2 separate regions of the Mus musculus genome follow, and region 2 is linked to region 1. The links are chromatin contacts, called in public HiChIP or PLAC-seq maps. All regions are on one chromosome and are shown on one strand. The core of a region is the stretch at or near the end of the contact, and the rest is flanking DNA. Distances in the headings are between cores, read along the strand shown.

Region 1 (7,561 bases), core at 1,906-4,405:
GAGAGAGAGAGAGAGAGAGAGAGAGAGAGAGAGACCATGTGGATGATGGAGGCTAGGTGGAGCTAACCTGGGAGGAACAAGAAAAAAAAAACAAAAACAAAAACGGAGAGGGGCCAGAGCAAGGGTGGCAGCCCCAGGGCTGAGGACACGGGCAAAGGCAATAGTGTATTTTTTTAAATTACATGCTATACACATTAGGCTGGGAGATATCTCAGTGGGCAAAGGGCTTATTGCATAAACATGGTTAGAACATGGTATCTGGTCTCTCCTTCTGCACCCGTGGTTTATTCTGTAAAACAAAGCAGTATTATAAATATTCTAAGACAGATATTTTATTTCTCAAATTTAAATTTATTTTTTTCCACTGATCATAAAAGCATGAAGATATCACACATTTGCAGAGTACCATGTGGTGTCCCACCACGAGTGGAATACTTAAATCTGATTAAATCCCCCTCTCTCCTCAGGTGTGAATTCTTTCTCTTCTGTATGTGTCAGCGGACATTGAGCTCAGGGCCTTGAGTGTGGTGGGCTGAACACGGGGTACAACTGAGCTTAGCTCTGTGCTCTTTCTAGTTATCTGTTTCTTTCCCATGTGCACACACGTGCCATAGTGCATGTGTGCTCAGAGAACAGCCTGTAGGAGCAGGTTCTCTCCTTCTGCCACTTGTGTTTCAGGGATGAAACTCAGGTGATCCAGCTTGTCAGCAAGCCCCTTTATCTGCCGAGCCTCTTGCTGGCCCAGCTCCATATTATATTTTGGTGAAAACAACCAAACTTCTTTTTTTTTCAGGTTTGAAATAATTATTATTGTTATTTATAGTTAGTCCATTGATAAAAATTTGACCATTAGGATTGGGATCTTGGTCTGAACTAGTCTCTTCTGGAAGTTTTTCAGTGTATCTAGTTGGGGACAACGCCATGTGTGGGGATAGAGCAGAGCCAGTCCTGTGTCTACCCATGTCCCTGGGACCATCACTGAAACTGAGAGAGACACCTGTGAGGCCCTGTGCCAGAGAAGAACTTGAGGCTAGAGAATGTCTATTAACCCAGAGAGGGCCCAGGTCCCCCAGACAGTTCCATGCAAGTCCAGTCTGGTGAGCCAGTGAGTCTATCAGGGTTACATGCATGGGGCACAGAGACTGAGGGGCTGAAGAATTCCCACCCTGTCGTGGGCGAGGACTCTCAGAAGCTGCACTTCTGCAGTTCCTCATAGACTGATGAGTCTCCTCTAGTGGGCAGTTGTTGGTTGATGATACAGCCTTGAGAAGGAGCCTGGGAGTCCTGTAGGTTTCACGAGTTTCCCTGCTCCTTGTAAGAGGAAATTTAAAAAAGATTTATCTTAAGTTTAAGAGTGTGTGTGTGTGTGTGTGTGTGTGTGAGAGAGAGAGAGAGAGAGAGAGAGAGAGAGAGAGAGAATGAATGAGTTCTCCAGCACGTGAGTTCAGGTATCATGGAAGCCAGAAGGGGGCATCAGAAACCCTGGAGCTAGAATTATAGGTGGTTGTGAGCTTCCTGATCCGGATACTGAGAACAGAACTCATGTCTTCTGCAAGAGCAGTAGGTGCTCTTCTCTGCTGGGCTGGCTCTCCAGCCCGGAGGGAATGCCTGAGTAACATTCTGTGTATGTGCCCAGTAAGCTTTCCCAGAACTGAGTCTGTGTGACACTCCTTGTCTGCCTCTGAAGCATATTTACTACTCTCAGTCTTCATGTCTGGAAAGACCCCTGAGCACCCTGAGCATACAGGCCAGTTACCGTCTCCACACTGGCTTGTGTCTCTATCACCGTGTAAGGGAAGCTGACAGAGCGAAAAGATCCCAGAGACTCACACAGAAGGGGGTCGATCAAGTCTTTGTCCGGTTATAACTTCCTTTTGAGGCAGGGTCTTTCTCCGTAGTCTTGACTGTCCTAGAGCTTGTTACGTAGGTCAGGCTGGACTCAAACTCACAGAGATTCCCTGCCTCCTGAGTGCTGGGATCAAAGGTGTACACCACCACTGCCCAGACCAAGAATCTTTAGTCCAGTGAGCACTGGGATGTCTTAAAAGAGTAATACTACTAAGGATGATGAATCTTTCAAGAGAAAGTTATCTTTTCACCTAATATATACTTGTGTTGGCATAGCAGTACACAGCTTGGCATGCCTGCCTAGCCCTGCAGGCCACACACACTGAATTTCTGCTTCCTCCTCACAGCTCTGCGTTCCTCAGGCACCTCCCCTTGTGATCCAGTCTCTCTTTTACAAACAGTGCACAGAACCTCTACGGGTGAGGGGCAGCTCTGGGCCAGTGGTCCCTTTGTCCCGAAGTTATATACAGGATCTTCTCAAGATGTGGGCCACTGGAGGGAGATGCCATCTTAGAGGATGGGAAGTCTGACCTGGCTGCTGGCTTCTCAGCCAGATCTTAGAAGAAGAGGCAGGAAGAAGGATGGTAGGAAACTACAAAGAAAAAAAAAAGGGAAGAAAACACAACTCTACCCGAGCTACCGTGCTCTGCACGGACTGGACTCCCCTTGTAACCCGGGTGAAGGATTGTAACTAAGTTGTGATTAAAACCAGGAGTGAGAAGGGTTGTAAATAAGTTGTAATTAGAGCCAGGAGTGAACTCTCAGGAAGGGATCAGGAGCAGCGCCACCCGGACTATGGCCACAAGAGGGCGCTGTGGTGAAGCTCACCAGCCGAGGCTCTCGCTGCTGCTGGGAGCCAGTCACAGAGAAACTCCAAGAGAGGGGCATTCTGGGAGCTCGTCTGTCACCTTGAGAGACTCAATCTTTCTCTTGTAAAACACAGAATAAAGTAACAGATACATCAGCACAGCTGCATGCCTTTTGAGCATCCTCTCCATCCTGGCTCTTGGCTCTGAGCGGTTGTGCCGGGTCCTGTACCCTCTGCGCACCTGCCTTGAGACATCTATCTTCTTAACAGGCTTGATGACAAGGGATATTTTATTTAAACCCTCTTTCAGAACCTTACATTGCTTTTCCACTTGTCTAGTTGGTCGTCAATTGACCTGTCCTTGTGGCAGGAAGTGAAGATTTAAAGAAAGATTGACGAAGATGCCTTTGCGGCTCCTGTTCGGCACAGACTTGGGTCGATGCCTTTGAGGTTCCCTGTACAGAGGACTCTGTACAGTGAGTGGTTGGAGCTGCGTTTAAAAGGTAATAATAGAGGCATGAGCCAGGCACCAAGGAGAAGCTCAAAGCTCCCGTGCCAGCCGCGGGGAACCCCAAACTGATTGCTTTAATTAATTAGGCTGCTGGCAGAGCTGTGGGGCAGGAGGAATTCATCTCCAAGCCTGGTAAAAGGCTGAGGACGCTGGGTCTCAGGCACTCAGCCCTGCAGTTCATGGTTGTTGTTGTTGTTGTGTGACCCACTGGCTGGCTGTTTTCCTCTCCTACAGTGCTGTTAGATTTTCTTAGAAAGTAAGTTACTTATTTGACCTGTGTGTGTGTGTGGGGGGGGGTGTATATATGTAGGGGTTCATGTGACATGGCACATGCATGTGAGCCATCCTGCTGGCCCTAGGAACAAAGATTTTTAAGCCCTCCCAGAGGATGATCATTTCTATTGAAGTAGGAATCCAGGTGAGGCAGCAATGAGAATAGGGGTGTGGCTTAATGTGGGTGTGGCTTAGTGTAGGGGTGTGACCTAATGTGGGTGTGGCTTAGTAAAGACTTGTCTTTGTGGCCATTAACCCTCACATTGCCAACATGGCTTAGACTGTCTTTGGAAGGGGAACAGGAGACTTCAGAATCCACTGTCACAGTCTGTCACTGGGCTTCAGGGAGGGTTCTCCCAGGCCCACCGAGTTCTAAGATCCCTGTATAGGTGGCTGTGATTAAGATGGGACAGACTCAAACTCAAGATGCCACACATCACACATCGTGGGGAGTAGAGCGTTTTGAAGGCAGCCATGTGCCACTGGCTGAGCTCCAGGATGGGCAGAGAAGTGAGTTCCTAAACTCCAGACCCTCTGCCACCCCCTCTACATGGGGCTCCTTCCCTCCTCATAGATCCTTCCACTGCCGGCACCAACGATGACCCCTTTCTATCTTAGTTATATGGTATGTTTCTGTGTGTGTGTGTGTGTGCATGTGTATTTTAGTGTGTGTTCATGTGTGTTTCAGTGTGTGTGTGTGTGTGTGAAGGTGTAGTGTATATATGTATGTGTGTATGTGTGCATGTCTGTCAGTGTGTATGTGAAGATATGTGTATGTGTGTGTGTGGTGTGTGTGTAGTGGTGTGGTATCTGGGGTCATGGGGATGGCAAGCAATGCTCAAATGTTTTAGGTCACCCAATGGCATCTATTCAATAGACACCTTTGCCTGCCACCCTGGTAACCCAAGACCATAGGTTCCATAGCTATCTGGCCCCTAAGCATTCCTGAGCAGATACCAGGGACCCCCTGGTTGTTTTAGATCATGTATCAGGTAACTGTGTGGATAGCAACTGAGCCTTCGCTCACTGAGAGACTCATGAAGTAGCCATTGGCCCAGGCATGGGGGTGTCTTTGTCTAGCAGGTGTTATTGATCTGTTAGCCCATGGGTGAGCTCAGGAAGGCTATGAACATTGCCCAACATATTTGTAGATGTCAGTGTTGTATTGCAACTTGGAAAGTCGGGTGCTCTTAGTAGAAGGATCAGTACCCATCTCTCAGAAAGACGCTGTCATGTTTACTTTTGTACTTGACCCCTCAGTGCATTGAATTATACAGGTATTTTACCTCCTTCAGCATTGACTTTCATTATTGTTAAACACACACACCACACACACACATTACACACATAGACACCACACACACACAGAGGTACATTACACACACAGACACCATACACATACACACTCGCACACACATACACACCTAGAGACACGTGGACACACACACAGACACACATAGGCACACCACACATACAGACATACAGACACACCACACATACAGACACACAGACACACCATACACATAGACATACATATATAATACACACAACACATAAGACACACACATACACACAGAGCCACATACAGACACACACAGACATGCACACAGATATCCAAACACACACAGAGACGTACACACAGAGACACACTCAGACACATACACACAAACACACACACAAACACACAGAGACACACAGTCACACACAAATACAGAGAGACACACACAAACTTACACACAGACATACACAGAAAGACAGACACACACAGAGATACACACACAGATACACACAGAGACACAGACACACACACACACACCACCTCTATCTTAAGTGTCCATGCTGTGGGTTCTTGTTGCAGTGGTTTTTCTTCATTTGCTTGGGAGCTCCTGTGACTCCCAGCTCTTCTGATATCAGACACAGCTGCACATCACTCTTGATCTCGGGACCCTACTTCCAGTTCCTAGCCGACTACAGAACGAGGGGACTGTGCACAGAGAAGGGCTTCATTCCAGAAAGGCTGTGCCGGGTGGGTCGCTGTCTCGGAGGAGGCTCCAGTGTTTGCTGTCTGTTTTCCGTTCCTTTTCCCGTCGTCACTGTTTGACACTCTGCCGTTGTTTGCCCACTGTTGCCTGTGTGTCCCTCTTTCCATCTGTTCTTAAGAAAAGTTTTATTTTAAACCACCCCAGACGACAGGAGCTGGGTCTTGACAATGCTTAGGGTGGCAGGAGAAGAAAATCCGTATGGAACCGCTCCCCTCCCCCTCTTCTGCCTCTGACAGACTTCTGTTGGGGAGGCAGCCTGCCTCCAAGATAAGTGCAGGTTTCAGAGGTAGGTTCCCTGCGCCCCAAGATAAGCAATTATTTAATAAATTGGCTTTGACATGAGCTTTCTCTTTTAATACTTCCCTTGCCGTTGTAAGATAATCTCCTGCATGTGATTTCCCATTGCTGGCGTGATGACCCGCTGTGGCTCACCTCGGGAGCCTCTGCCTCTTCCTCAGGTGACAGATCCACGTGGAGAGAGATGGCCAGATGTTGGGAGGTTGCTCTCTCGGTTCAGTGCTTGCTATGCAAGCATGAAGACCAGTGTAAAAGGAGAGAGGGAAGGGGGGGGGTGAGGGAGAGAGGGAGGGAGAAAGAAAGGGACAGACAGACAGACAGACAGACAGAGGTGGCGCATGCTTGTGATCCCAGTGCTAGGGAGGCTGAGGCATTGGAACCTCTAGGGATTTATAGTCAAGAGGCTGAGTTCCAGGCTAACAAGATACTCTGACTCAAAAAGAAGGTGGATGGTGTCTGTGGATGGCGTCTGTCTGCAGATGGTGTCTGTCTGTGGATAGCGTCTGTCTGCGGATGATGTCTGCGGGATGACTCCTGAGGCTGTCCTTTGGCTTTTTATCTAGACATTTGTGCACTTGTGTGCTCACTCACACACACATACACAGCACACAGGCACACACTATACACACACACCACAGACACACACCACAACACACATACACACACACTATATACACATATATACCATACACACATACCTCAGCCACACACACACCACACATACATACCACACACACCACACACAGGTACACACCACATACACCACATGCACCACACACACCATACACACTACACACAATGCAGCACACACCACACACACATACCACATACATATACCACAACACATATATACACACACTATACACACATATATACCACACCCCCCCACAGCTATATACACACCACACATACACACCACACACACTACAACACACACACCATACACACATGCACACCACACTGACTCACATACATACACCACACATACCACATACATGCCACACATACACACCCACACAGTATCCCCACCACCACATATACACCACACACACCATACACACACCATATACACCACATACAGGCATTCATACCACACACATGCCACACATACACACCACACACAATATACCCCACCACCACCACCACATATACACCACACACACACACCAATGAGGTGGGCTTGACTCCCTGCATATGTGGCTGTGGAAGGGGCGCCAACCCCAACGCTTATCTCACAAACTGTGTCTTCCCTGTCAAGTTCTGAGGAGCACTCCAGTGTGGAATGACCATTTAAGGAGATCTGGGCAAGCACAGCCTTTGATCTCCTGTGGATTCAGAAAGGACTCAGGAGTTAAGGGATCATTCCAGTAGTCAGCGACTGGCTGGCATCTGTGCCTTCCAAAGGCTGCACAGGACAGACCCCAGAGAGAGGAGTCCCAGAGAGCCCTGGCAGGGGCATTCCGTGCTTCGGGCTGGGTAGCGAACCCACTGCAGCATCTCACGGAAATCTGCAGGGAACCAGCTGAGGGCTCCTGGGGACACACTGGGGAGGGGAAAGACCCTGTGTGACAGGCTGCTGTGAGGGGCTGGGTACCGGTGTTTGTCTGAACTCTAGCTGGAGGGAGGATCAGGGTACCGGTGTGGTGTCAACAGGTTTAACTGAAGTCATCACAATGCCTTGGTGAGCATCAGCAGGCACGGGGCTCAGAGCCTGGGCTCTGGGTGATCCAGCTGCTGTGATGTTCTGCCTAAGCACATGGGGTCAGTGGCCCATGGTGTTGG
Region 2 (6,963 bases), core at 4,058-6,557, 180 kb after region 1:
AGCTGAAGGTCTGTTCAACTCACACCCATCTCTCCTTCCCCTTCCCCATAGCTCTGCTTCCGTCTCCCGAGAGGAGAGGAAAAGAATGATGGCCCCAGTTCAGGATGCTGCCAGGATAAAGCTTCTTCCTCGAGACCTGCTGGAAGCCATGCAAGCCTGTTCAGGAGCTGCCTCCGGCTCTGTCAGGCCACCAGCTGTGGGCTGTGGCTCCCTGAAGAACAGCCTGATGAAGGACATGGTGTTTATTAGCAAAATGAAGATAGACGTTGAGCCAAGTGTGTTGAGAACTCAGCCAGCTCTTCCCACAGCCCACATCCACTGCTTTGGCTCTGCTCTTCCAAAGCAAAGATGGCCAGGGAACATCTAGGATGTAAGGCAGAATTATTTGGGGGTGGGGTGGAGGTGGGGGTGGGGGAGAGATACAGGAACCTACCTGTTTTTAATAAAAGAAAAGTCTTGATTTGAGAGATAACTTTTCAGCTGACCCCCTCCCTCCCCCGTTTGGAGCTGTGCAGTTGCTGGACCAGCTTCATCCCATAAGCCACCTACCTCCAGACCTGAGATTGCTTTAGACACCCTCAGAGAAACTCCTCAGAGAAATCTCCAGGCCAATCTCCTCACCAAAACTCTATAAACCCCCTTGCTTTAAGCCTAAATGTGTGACTTCACCTGTGAGGTGGGTGAACCCACCCAAGAGAACTGCCTCCTAATAGACCTGCCTTTATCTACTTTTTTTAAATCCCATCTAATCTGGCCTATATACTCATGGGGGGGGTGAGGAAGGGAGGGAGGGAGGGAGGGAAGGAGGGAGGGAGGGAGAGAGGGAGGGAGGGAGGGAGGGAGGGAGGGAGGGAGGGAGGGAGGGAGGGAGGGAGGGAGGGAGGGAGGGAGGGAGGGAGAAAAAGAGACTAGACTATTATACAGGACCTCAGCAGTCCTGGTCTGCCAATGATTGTTTTTAGTCCAAGTTGGAAGGCCAAAGAATTGCAATGGCAGCAAGAATAAATGCATCCATCATCAAGAGAGAAGGTTGGCGAGTAACATTGTTTCTTTCTAGCTGGCAGGTAAGTTTGTTTCTTTCTTTCTAGCTGGCTGATAACTTTGTTTCTTCCTGGGAAGACTTTGTATCTGGGCTACTTGAGGATGGTGACACCCCCTCTGTGGGAGGGGTTTCCCCTCTCCCTTATCATTCCTGGCAATGCCTCACCGTCCTGTTTGTGTTGCAGAGCGGGGACAAAGCATCACCATGCTACCCCACCACCCTACCTTGGCACCCTGTCATCTTTACACCACACATAGCAAAGGAGCCACCACACCTGCGATTATGTTACTCCACAGAGGCTCCAGGAAGATTGGAGAACCACTGCAAAACTCCTTCAAAACGTATGCATGCCACACACGTACCACAGACGCTCAGAACCATCCTGCCACCCTGCTTTGGTGGCAAAACATTGAAGATCTGGATGGAGCCAGGGCCCTGTGCTTTCTCCCTCAGGGAGAGTGAGCAGGAGAATTTCTGCCAGCGCAGTTGCACATATGGGTGTGGAAGGTCCATGGAGCATAGCACTTGCCAGGGGCTACCACCTTGATTCCATGATCAAAGGGGAGCCTGGCTCTGTCACTCAGAGCAGAAAAGGAGAGGGGCAGAAAGCCAAGAACAGTAAGTAGCTAAATCACAGGTCACCTGTAGTAGTGAGGATGGGAGTCCAGGCCTTGCTGTCTTCACCGACTAAGGGCGTTCTATAGGCTTGATGTCCACACCCTCAACCTACCTTCTGCCCACGCCTGCTCCGAAAAGCGCAATGTCAGACACAATGGGAGCTTTATGGACATCTTGTCACCTCCACTCCCTGATACAGGTTCTGGGCCTGACTGTTTCCACAGTCTGTGACAGTTCCAAGTATTTGTGCCAGAGAGCTGAAATAAACAGGAACACCCCACCTAGAACAGATGGGCTAACATGTGGAAGAGAGTGTGGGGGAGGCAGGGGAGGGTAGAAGAAAAACAGATAGAAGACCAAGCCACAGATGAACAAAAAAGTTAGCTTATCATTATTCAGTTTGACTGAGAGTAGACGTGTGACAATAGACGTTCCCAAGCCATTCCAAATGTCCACACAGAGTTCATAGGGCATTAAGATGTATTTGCCTTCAAAGAGACATGGGGCTTGAACTCCAGTGTGCAGGTCCCATCAGGACCCTGGGTAAGAGTTCCCAGCACCTATATCAGACATGCACAAAACTAACTCTCTCTCTCTCTCTCTCTCTCTCTCATTTTTTGAGACACGGCCTCACATTGTATCTTGAGATGGCCTTGGCCTGGCTGAAGATATTTAAAATGATCTTCAACTTCTCATCCTTTTGCTTCCCAAGTGCTGGGGTTAGAGGCCAAGCGCCACCAAGCTTGCATCAGCTGGCCTTCATGCTAATCTGCGAAGGGCTCAGCAGGGTTATCTCGAAGCCACCACTGTGGCTCCTTTCCTCCCAGCTCTGGCCTTTTTCTGCCCATCTCTCCTCGTACGTGACTTTAAAGCAGATGCCTCATCAGCAGGTCTGTAGGCTTCTGCAATTGATTCGCAATGAGAAAATGTAACTCAGGCCCCCTCGCGGCCATCTGAAGTGACCTTCAGGAACAGTCTTGTGGCTGGGAGCTTGCAGCATCCTGGAACCTGACGGTAACGGTAACGATTGTTTCATCGATAGAAGCCTTCTTGCCTTGTCTCTCAGAATGCGGATCCTGGAAGGAATAATACCAAGGAAGCCCTGATCCCAGGGAGGAGCTCTGCACATGGCAGTGTCCACTTTCATTCCAGACTCCTTCCCTTTGTTCATGGGCTTCTAGGGCTGAGATCTTTCCGTCCATCAAAAGCTGTTTCTTGTGTAGAAAGGGCTGACATTCACTTGACTACAAATGGCTAAAGTGTGCTTAATTTTTTAATATGTACCTTATTTGTTGTTTGAAACATTTATACATGTGTTCTGGTTTGCTCTTCTGCTCCTGTGATAATTATCAGGACCAAAAGCAACTTAGGGGAGAGAAGGATTTATTTGGAAGCTCACATTTCCAGGTCACAGTTCATTCCTAAGGGAAGTTGGGCCGGAACTGAAGCAGGAGCTTGGCACAGAACCTACAGATGAATGGTGTTTGCTGACACACTTCCTGGCCTATGCCATTGGCTTTCTCAGACAACCTGCCCAGGCCCACCTGCCTAGGGATGACACTGTCAAAAGTTCCTCAGCTGGGGGTGGGACTTGGTGAGTGCTTCTCCTGCCCATGATGGAATTTTAGCTGGCTTGATCTTGTGCAGGCCTTGTATAGGTATCCAACTGACGGTAGACTAGAGCAGGACACAGCTTCCAGCCATATTCTGCACCCCTGGGAAAGTAGTATATCTGTCTAGCATCCGTTTATCCAGCTGTGGAGCAGGAGTCTGTGACGCTGCCTACATGCCACTTCTGTGAGAAGATGTGAATGATATCTGCAAAGGCCAGGCCCAATGCAAACCTTGGCAAGCATCCTTGGCTGTTGGAAAGTCATTGGCTTTCAAGGCTGATGCTGTAGGTGAATAAAGATCTAACAAGGGTGCAGGCCATGGAGGATAAGCAGAGGCCTCCACAGCCTCCTGAGGAGACCTGCTTTCCCATTCTGTTCTATCTGCATCTCCCTGCTGCAGTTCTAGGGGCCGCAATGCTCAGTAACGTTCCCCAGAGAGAGCTATGGCATTGTTCCTCTAGAGCCAAGCTAACCTCACCTGGAGTACTGAGAAGGAGGTCTGGCCATCTGCTCTGTCTTCAGAGAGGACCGAAGACAGTATGCAAGGGGAGGCATAGGTTCCAGGCCATATCTCTCCTGGAGAGCAAGCAGGTCATAAAAGGACAGTGCTGGGAGGTCAGGACACCCAGTTGTGGAGACCACTCAGCTGGCTATGTTGGGGTTTGTTGCATGTGCTCATACATGTGTACATGTGTGTGTGCACACGTTTGTGTGCATGCATGTACTTATGTGCCTTCCTTCCCCCTCTCTCCCTCCTTTTCTCTCTGTCTCTGTCTGTCTCTCTCCCTCTCCCTTTCTCTGTCTCTACCTCTGTCTCTCTCTTTCACACACTCACATACTCACAAACAGCTCAAGGGACACTCATAAGGACACGAGGTACGGGAGCTACAGACATCTATCTATGAGTCTCTGAGGCTGTGAGGTCATGAGGCAGGAGGAGTGCAGCCTCTCCCAACAGCAGCTCTGTAGTTTACTCTGGTGTGTAAATCTCAAATTCAGTGAGTAGTCAGCCAGGTAGGGGTGGGGGAACACATCAGCCTGCCAGCTCACAGGTGGCACTCCAGTGGTATCCTAAACCCTGTGCCCTACCCAGTCCCATCTGTGAGCCTGGCCCTTCCTCTCCCAGGTTGCCCTCTCACTCAGATCGACACAGCTTGACTCCTTCACCACCCGTGCTTGCTCTGCTTGTGTAAGGTCCCTCCTCAGACAGCCTCCTCCAGGCTGTGCCTCCCACCCTTGGTCTCTACAGGTCTCTTCATCCATCTAGTCTGTGTCTGCCTTCCTCAGACTGTGACACTCACAGAGCAGAAGCAGGTTCCCTTTGGCCTCTGCTTCTTTAGGGCAGAGCCAGATCTCCCCCTGTCCCCATGCTGGGGACAGATGAGGCATTGACTTCTGACCCACTGCTTTACTAGGTATTTAGGGAAGTCTCCAGTGTCGGGCAGGGATGGTCAAATCTGTAAGGCCTGGACACTTTGATTGAAACCCTCATCAGCAGGGCTGGGTCTGTTAAGGACTCAGGTTTTTCTATGACGAAATAGCGGAGGGTGGACTTATAAGAAGACAGGGTTATTTTGGCGCATGGTCTCCTCGCAGTCTCAAGGCAGGGAAGCCATGGCAGTGGGACCTTACAGCGAGCTTCTCACAGATGGCAGATGGGGAAGTAAGAGAGAAGCAGGTATGCACCCTGCCCCTCCTAAAGGCTCTACAAAGTCCCAAGACAGGGCCACCAGCTGGGGTCCAAATGTTCTAACATATGAATTTGTGGGAAACATCTCCATGTCCTGCAAGCACCTGCCGCCCCTCTGTCACTTTAGAAGGTTCTTTTGACCTTCAGTTCCAGCATTTGTCTGGAAAGGTCACTCCAGGGGGACTCTATTTCCAGCCCAGAGCTGGCTGCCAAGGAGGCTTTATTTATGGACTGTATTTTGATAGTGTTGGGGGTTTGCTGCCTCCGGGGATTTGGGTAGGGCTGGCCTGAGGCAAGCCAAACCTGGCTTCCCTCAGGTCCTCCGGGAGCCAAGCTTTAGCTTGGCTGAGGTCTGATAAGCCTTCAGGGCTGCCTTCTCTCCTTTCAGGACTGGACCCAGACCAGTTCACTTCCTGCTGGGCTGGGAACCCTTGAGGCCTCCCTCCAGGGAACTGCATTTCAGAGAGAGAGAGGGAAAGAGAGAGAGAGAGAGAGAGAGAGAGAGAGAGAGAGAGAGAGAGAGAGCCCTTCTTTCTCCTCCTCCACTCCTGGCTGTGCAGTTCAGACCTGGGTCTCTAAGGGCAAAACTCACACCCTGTGCTTGCTCACACTTGGCAGCCAGGCCAGTCCAAGAGGCCATTTGGCGTCAACTTGAGGAAGTCAGTCTCCAGGTAATGTGTGAGAAAGTCTGGAGGGTCCACTGCTGCCATCCAGGCCCCAGAGTAGAAGCAGCTCAGGACTCCAAGACCCTAGAAGCAGTAGGAACTGAGAGGAGCCACAGCTGTGGCTCTCAGTGAGCAGGAACGTCTTAGGGTTTCTAGTGCTGTGATCAAACACCTTGACCAAAGGAAACTGGAAGAGGAAAGGGTTTGATTCTGCTTATACTTGCGGGTAACTATCCATCACTGCATGGAGTCAGGCAGGAGTAAAGCAGGAACTTGGAGGCAGAAACTGAGACAGAAGCCACGGAGGAGTACTGCTATTGTCTTGTTCCTGGTGGTTCGTTTTGCCTTCTTTCTTTTCTTCTACCGTCCAGGATCCCCCGGGATGGGCCTATGCACATCACCCATTAATCAAGAAAAGGTGGCTCAGTGGGTAAGAGCACCCGACTGCTCTTCCGAAGGTCCAGAGTTCAAATCCCAGCAACCACATGGTGGCTCACAACCATCTGTAACGAGATCTGACACCCTCTTCTGAAGACAGCTACAGTGTACTTACATGTAATAAATAAATAAATCTTTAAAAAAAAAAAAAAAAAAGAAAAGAAAAGGTTCCACAGACCAATGGGAGTTGTGGGGGTGGGGAGGGCATTTTCTCACTTAAGGGTCCCTCTTCCCAGATGAGTCTTACCTGTCTCAAGTTGACATCAAAAACCAGCCAAGTCCCTGGGATCTCCGCAGAGCATGGGGAAGTCCCCAGGACGTACAGTGTCATAGCCTGTGGGAAAGCACTGCACAGCCATGTTTACTCCATGCCTCTCTATGGAGGACCAAGAAGGCCAGGGTCAAGGTTGCACTTCTGGGCCAGTTCTTCCTCATGGGTGCTTATGAAGGGGTTGGTGTGGAGTTGGGGGCAGACTGAGACCCAGAGGCACACATGGACTGACAGACGGACATGTCTCCGGTGCCTTAGAGGGCACTTTACTTCTCTGTTGTCCCTAACCCACTGGGACTAAGAAAGAACTTATTCCCAGCCCTCCCTCCGCTGGCAGGAAAGGCAACCCGCCAGGCCTTTCTCCTTCTATTAAACAAAGGAACTTGCACATGAAGGGCTCCCAGGAGACTGACTTAATCCCCAGCCAACTCTGGAGGGCTGTGACCTTGAGAATTATGGGCCTTCTGGAGCTGGCTGCCTGGGGTGTTCAGCTGAGTCACTGTAAGACCTAAACCTATGCATGCCCCTACCCCTGTCCCAGCTTGACGGCACCTCCTCCCACCCCTCAAGTCCCCATCCCCTTTAGTGCCCTATGCAGGGATCAGTGAGTTACAGCAGAAAGCGCT

What was found. HiChIP or PLAC-seq counts read pairs in DNA pulled down with a chosen protein or histone mark.
Region 2: a contact with region 1 is called in an H3K27ac HiChIP or PLAC-seq map of heart atrium, with 7 times the contacts expected there. The contact joins two enhancer-like sites. A contact is called at or near these places in 3 of 15 datasets of contacts at CTCF or cohesin (the NIH/3T3 cell line, large pre-B cells and pro-B cells), 2 of 484 Hi-C or Micro-C datasets (both in bone marrow-derived macrophages), 5 of 115 datasets of contacts at active chromatin or transcription factors (astrocytes, embryonic basal ganglia, embryonic stem cells and 1 more) and 2 of 9 other capture datasets (adipose tissue and embryonic stem cells).

What each region holds. Positions count from the first base shown.
Region 1 is chr8:125,181,441-125,189,001 of GRCm38.p6, forward strand. All of the region lies in intron 9 of Disc1 (disrupted in schizophrenia 1), which reads left to right. Among named protein-coding and RNA genes, the nearest start is that of Disc1, 130 kb to the left of the region's middle. Within about 2 kb of position 3,156, at least 30 of the 459 cell types and tissues checked have an H3K27ac peak or open chromatin away from gene starts, as enhancers often do. A contact at or near this core is called in heart atrium, where this site is marked.
Region 2 is chr8:125,363,259-125,370,221 of GRCm38.p6, forward strand. No RefSeq gene overlaps it. Among named protein-coding and RNA genes, the nearest start is that of Gm30713, 19 kb to the right of the region's middle. Within about 2 kb of position 5,308, at least 38 of the 459 cell types and tissues checked have an H3K27ac peak or open chromatin away from gene starts, as enhancers often do. A contact at or near this core is called in heart atrium, where this site is marked.